Linked DNA regions of Sus scrofa: region 1 is linked to region 2. The links are chromatin contacts, called in public Hi-C maps. All regions are on one chromosome and are shown on one strand. The core of a region is the stretch at or near the end of the contact, and the rest is flanking DNA. Distances in the headings are between cores, read along the strand shown. Region 1 overlaps CNIH3 (protein cornichon homolog 3). Region 2 overlaps CNIH3 (protein cornichon homolog 3).

What was found. A called contact is a pair of places that touch in the nucleus more often than the background predicts.
Region 1: a Hi-C map of omental adipose tissue shows a contact between it and region 2, with 1.8 times the contacts expected there. The contact joins two enhancer-like sites. A contact is called at or near these places in 3 of 47 Hi-C or Micro-C datasets (heart right ventricle, liver and omental adipose tissue) and 1 of 2 datasets of contacts at active chromatin or transcription factors (alveolar macrophages).

What each region holds. Positions count from the first base shown.
Region 1 is chr10:12,944,133-12,946,832 of Sscrofa11.1, reverse strand. All of the region lies in intron 6 of CNIH3 (protein cornichon homolog 3), which reads right to left. Among named protein-coding and RNA genes, the nearest start is that of DNAH14, 100 kb to the left of the region's middle. Within about 2 kb of position 1,267, at least 12 of the 83 cell types and tissues checked have an H3K27ac peak or open chromatin away from gene starts, as enhancers often do. A contact at or near this core is called in omental adipose tissue, where this site is marked.
Region 2 is chr10:12,877,167-12,879,866 of Sscrofa11.1, reverse strand. The region is part of intron 4 of CNIH3 (protein cornichon homolog 3); the gene reads right to left. Among named protein-coding and RNA genes, the nearest start is that of WDR26, 120 kb to the right of the region's middle. Within about 2 kb of position 1,431, at least 14 of the 83 cell types and tissues checked have an H3K27ac peak or open chromatin away from gene starts, as enhancers often do. A contact at or near this core is called in omental adipose tissue, where this site is marked.

The DNA.
Region 1 (2,700 bases), core at 18-2,517, 67 kb before region 2:
TTCCTCCTCTGCGCGAAGGAGGCCACTTTCTCACGAATTGCTCTGGACAAAGCTCTCCTAGAGAGAGAGCCTGCACCAGACTGGGGGTGCGGAGGGTGGCCCAGCCTCGCAGCCCTGCCTCCCCAGAGGTGTGGCTCCCCCCCCCCCCCACACACACACAGCCTCTGATCTCTCAGGCCAAGGGCTGGCACCCGCACCTGAGGTGGCACAATTAAGCAGGAACACCCAGCTGCCAGGACTTGGGTTCGGCCAACTTGAGCACTGCCTATTTGATAATGCAGGCATTTTATTTTACTATGATTACTATTATTATTTGCTTTTTAGTGCCAAACTTGTAGCATATGAAAGTTCCCAGGCTAGGGGTCAAATCTGAGCTACAGCTGCCGGCCTACACCACAACCACAGCAACGAAGGATCTGAGCCATGTCTACGACCTACACCACAGCTCATGGCAACACCGGATCCTTAACCCACTGAGTGAGGCCAGGAATTGAACCCACATCCTCATGGATACTAGTCGGATTCATTTCCGCTGTGCCACAACAGGAACTCTTGAGGTTCTTAACCCACTGAGCCACAACGAGAACTCCAATGCCAGCATTTTAAACTGACCTCCTAGATTTCACACTAATGTTTATCTATTTTTAAGGGGTGGGCAGCTGACTGTGGTACATAAGCAACTTAGCACAGAATCACCTAGTCTAAATTATAATTTTAAAAGTCACTGTGAAACTAATCTGATGGAGGCCAACTGTGTGCACACCAGAAATGTGGAGAGGGCTCCGCGCCTCAAATGCCTGAGCCAAGTGTTGCTTTGACCTGGTCGTGGTCAGGATCAGACCCTCAGGGCTGAGCCCGAGACTGTGCCAGACCTCTGGGGAAAAACAAGTCACGGGTCATTTCCCCCAGGGGCCTGTTCCCTGGGAACACAGGGCAAAGGGGAGACTGCCCGCCAAGGAGGTTCTGCCTGAGTGACCCAGGGCCTGGGGACAGAAGCATTTTCCTTCCGGCCTGCGGGGGCCGAGAGGTCCTCGAGGGTCTGCAGGCTCCCGCCTTCCAAGCCCACCCTCTCCACCCCCCACCCTCCCTTCAGCATCCCGGAGCTGGGAACGTTTCTGCTGCCTATTTGGCACCCACAGGGACTCCCTCTGCGCAGGGAGAAACCTGGGGAGAGAAGGCGGGTGGGGGGGTGGCCCCGCCCTGCTGGCCCGCTTCCTGCTCCCGAGCTTGCGAATGGCCAAGTTCACCGCTTGGCCCAGACGCCCCCTATGGGACTTGGCTGACATATCCACCCCACCTGCTCACACAGGCCACAGACACCGGCCCTGCCACCACCGTGGACTGTTCCGGCTCCCCGCTCCCGGGCCCGGGACCTGCCTGATCCTTCCTGTCCTGACTTCTCCTCTGGGACCAGCTTCCACCTGGACTGACTCCCATGGACTCCGGGACCCCTCAGTCCCCCGGCTGTTTGCCGTGGGCCCTCACCACCAGCTGGGCGGTGTGCTGGGGACACGGGCCACCGGGGAAATCCTCCCGCTTGAGGAAGAGGCTCCTCCCACCCGAATTCACAGGGGTCTCCGTTTCGCTTCGGAAGGAGAAGTAAACCGGGAAAAGAAGGAACAGACGGACTTTGCTCACCACTCTCCCTACACTGCCCGCCGCCGCCCCCGCTCCAGCCCTTGTCTTTAAGCTTCACCACTGAGCAGCGATGCTCAAACGTCAAGGGCACCTCTGAATCCCTGGGCGGGGAGGGTTGCTAACATGCAGATGGCTGGGCCCCGCATCCGGAGTTTCAGATTCAGAAGGTCTGAGTGGGACCCAAGCATCTGCGGTTCTAGCCCGTTCCCGGCTGAACCACTGAGCACCTGTGCCTCCAAGTGTGGTCCTAGGATTAGCATCGCCAGCATCACTGGAGAGCTTGTCAGAGACCCAGAATTTAGGCTCCGCCCCAGACCACTGAACCAGAACCTGGGGGTTGAACAAGATCCCCAGGTGACCGATATGCACATGAAAGTCTGAGAAAAAGGCTGGTTCCCTGAAGAGAGTCCTCCAACCACCTGTAGCAGAACCGCCTGGGACAACTGTTACAAATCCAGATTTCTGGGTTCTACACCAGTCCCCTCAGAGAGACCTTCTAGCCAGGAATGTACATTTTCCAGAAGCCTCTCAGGTGTTTTTGTGAAACATTTGAGCTGAGATTCAGAGACCAAGGGTTTGAAGAACACACTGGGCAGAAGCTTCCAGAGGGAGACCCTGCATCCCAGCTCCCCAGCAGGGCTGTGACAGTCCTGAGCTCATCGAGGATTGCTCATGAACTACTGCTCACAGACTCAAGTCTGGGCAGGCAGCTCGTGCAGCTGAGAGCAGTAGTGTGTGGTCCCCAGGTCTCCAAACCACTGCCAGGTGGGAGAACACCCATGGGGCTCTCTTAGACCCCATGGCCACAGTCTCTGACTTTGAAGGGTTGGACTTGGCACCTTCTGGGGATGGAAGTCATCTTTCCAGCATCCCTTCCACCTCCAGAATCTCACAGCTTCTAGTTCCAGCCATCTTCTGTCTGTCCCTGGCAGGTCACCTCTGCCCCTCACCCTCACAAGCTCCTTCCGCCCATCTCTGGCCTTGCTTCTGTCTCAGTAGACTTTCTAGACCTGGCAGGGGACCGGTCCTTTGGAGACCAAACCTTTGGGTTCCAGCCCTGCC
Region 2 (2,700 bases), core at 182-2,681:
GTTCGCGGAGTTCATTCTTCGACCGCCGTAAACAAGAACCCGGATTCTGGTACCATCCTTCTGGCATCAGCACTATGTCAGACTAGATGCCAAGTGCTATTTGAGATGGTAAAAAACTGGAAACACGGTTAATGGCCACTAGGGAGAGAATGACTGCAGAAGCAGTGACAGCCAGTCCATGCCTCTGGTGCAGCCCTGGCTGGATCTACGCTTGAGCGGTTATTGGGTGAGAAAGGCATGGTTTAAAACCAAAACCAAGACGCACCCTTAAAACGTATCCCTGTTTGCATATGATGACATGACCATGAGGAAATCCACGAAGGATGTGCACCAGGCTGCCAGCACCAGTGACCTTGAGTATGGGAGGTGACAGCGATAGGAGGAGACAGTGAGGGACCGAAGACAGACGAAATGGTTGAGCAAGAATGTCACCAAGCTAGTGCCTGTGGGGCTCCTGGGTGCACAGCCTTTCCGAGTCCTCCATTTCTTGTTTTGAGGGAATAAGCCTCAGCCTCCATGACCTTCCTGAGTTTCCAAGGGGCAGCTGCCCATCAGGGAAGGGAGGGGATGCAGAGACCAGGGAGGAAGAGTGCAGCCTTGGGGCAGGGTCCTGGTTCCTCCTCAAGGAATATACATAACAATATCTTTGAGCCTTTCTGCAGAACTAAAACCCCCAACAAAGGAAGAAGGAAGACGGGCCAGAATGAGCCCTGGGGCCACTAAACACCTGCTTTGAAAGACAATGCAAGCTTCCTTCTACCCTGATCCTCATCTACAGCCCTGATCCCTATTCCACTCCCCAAACTATAAAACCACCTCCTAACCCCTTCCGAGGGTGGCACAGTCTTTAAGTCATTAGCCAGCTGTGGCCCCCTTTGCCCGGCAAAGCAATAAAGCAGTTTTTTTTTTTTTTTTTCCCTTCACCCAACACTGTCTCTGCATTTCTATTTGGCACCTGTGGGCAGAGGCTGAGTTTCGGCAACAGTCCATACCTGCCTTCTTACCTTTGCAGGAGGAGGGAGCCCGGATCTGAAACCAGGCCTGGGGAGCCTTGCCTGAGGCCCATCAGCCACAACAGGGGCCTCACCAGAGACCAAGGAGTCTTCTCCTCAATCACCATCTCAGGAGCTGGTTTCTGACAAATCTAACTTCTCACTTCCACGAAGCGAGTTTACGAGGCCTCTAAACCCTCACGTGAATAGGAACCCCGGACCAACTTGCTCAAAGAATTTTTGTTGTGGTGGCGGTTTGAATCGGAACAATCCTTCTTCCACTGCCCACCCCTGCCCACATTTTGCTAACACAACAGCCGCAGAATCGCAGAGCCAAAAACAGAACTACACGCGGGGCAGCAGGGCAGCAGCAGCCAAGGTCCAGAGTCAGGGAGCCCAGCCAGGCCACGTGGCTCAAGCGCTTATTTGCACAGATTTACACGTGGGTCTCAAGAGGCCTTATTCCAAGGTTTTAAAATCAAATTGCTTAGTTTGTGCAACTTCTTGGAAGTATGCGTCCAATTAGCCTCCCTGCTTGGCCCAGGTCCAGGGACACAGCTATCCCGTTGAAAAGCTCTACTTAAGCCAGGAGCGCCTGGCCCACGCTCCTGAGAGCCCTCGGTGGGGTGGGGGGTGTCCCCCTCCAACCCTTCCCAGCTCCCCACCCTCCCAGCTGCACCCCACCCTAGGCCACAACAGCCCCTCCAGCCTCAAAAGCTGGGTGAGGCTGTGGCCTGTGTGGCCCCAGCCCTGGTGTTGGGGAATCGGCCTCTCTCAGGACACCTAGGTTGTGTGCAAAGCAGAGCTGCAGCTGTGCCCCGACACTAGGGCCCTTATGGAGCTAATTATGCACAACAGCCACGGGGCTGCGCGCCAGCGCATAGAGAGCGGGAGGTACACCTGTTCGACAAGCCCCCCGCACGCTGTTCCCTCCTGAGCCAACAGCCCGTCTGACTCCGCTCCCCGCCACGCCTTGCTCATAGACCCCTGCTAATTCCGAGACCTTGAAGACTGTCAAGAACAACGTTCAGGGGCCGCAATCCCTGCGCCCCGGCTCTCCAAACTCATCGGGAATCTCCTGGACCTGGATCTTTGCGGGAGAGAGTAGGAACGCAGTGCAGGGCAAGACTGAGCCGAGGCCATCAAGTCGGCTCTCGCAGGGCTGCCTGGCAGATGCTCCGCTGGGCGATGTGGACTGGAGCTTGGATCACTTTGCAGTTAACAGAGGAGCAGCCCCTGGGGCGTTCCTTGCTTGGGCCATTCCCCATCCCCCCCTCCAAGCTTCTGCCGACTCCAGTGAAGCCAAGTGGATTCTGAAAAACACTGTCAAGAACCCTACCTTGGGGGGTGAGAGTTAAATAAAGGATTCATTATCCATCCAATAAATTAAACTGAACATCTCTATGTGGTATATGTTGGAAATTAGGTATATATTGGTGTACTCATTTCCTCCAGCTGCTGTATCAAATTACCACAAACGTAGTTGCATAAAACAATAAATATGTATTATTTCACAGTCCTGCAAGTCAGAATTCTAAAATGGGTCACAAGGGGCTAAAATCAAGCATCAGTAGCCTGCAGGCTCTAGGGGAGAATCGGTTACACCCTGCCCTCTGGCTCAGCTCTCCATCACACCCTCAGGGTGGGGACACTCCGGTGATCCGGGATCTGAGCTAAGAGGAGGCAGAGGTTCCCACTCAGGCGTTAA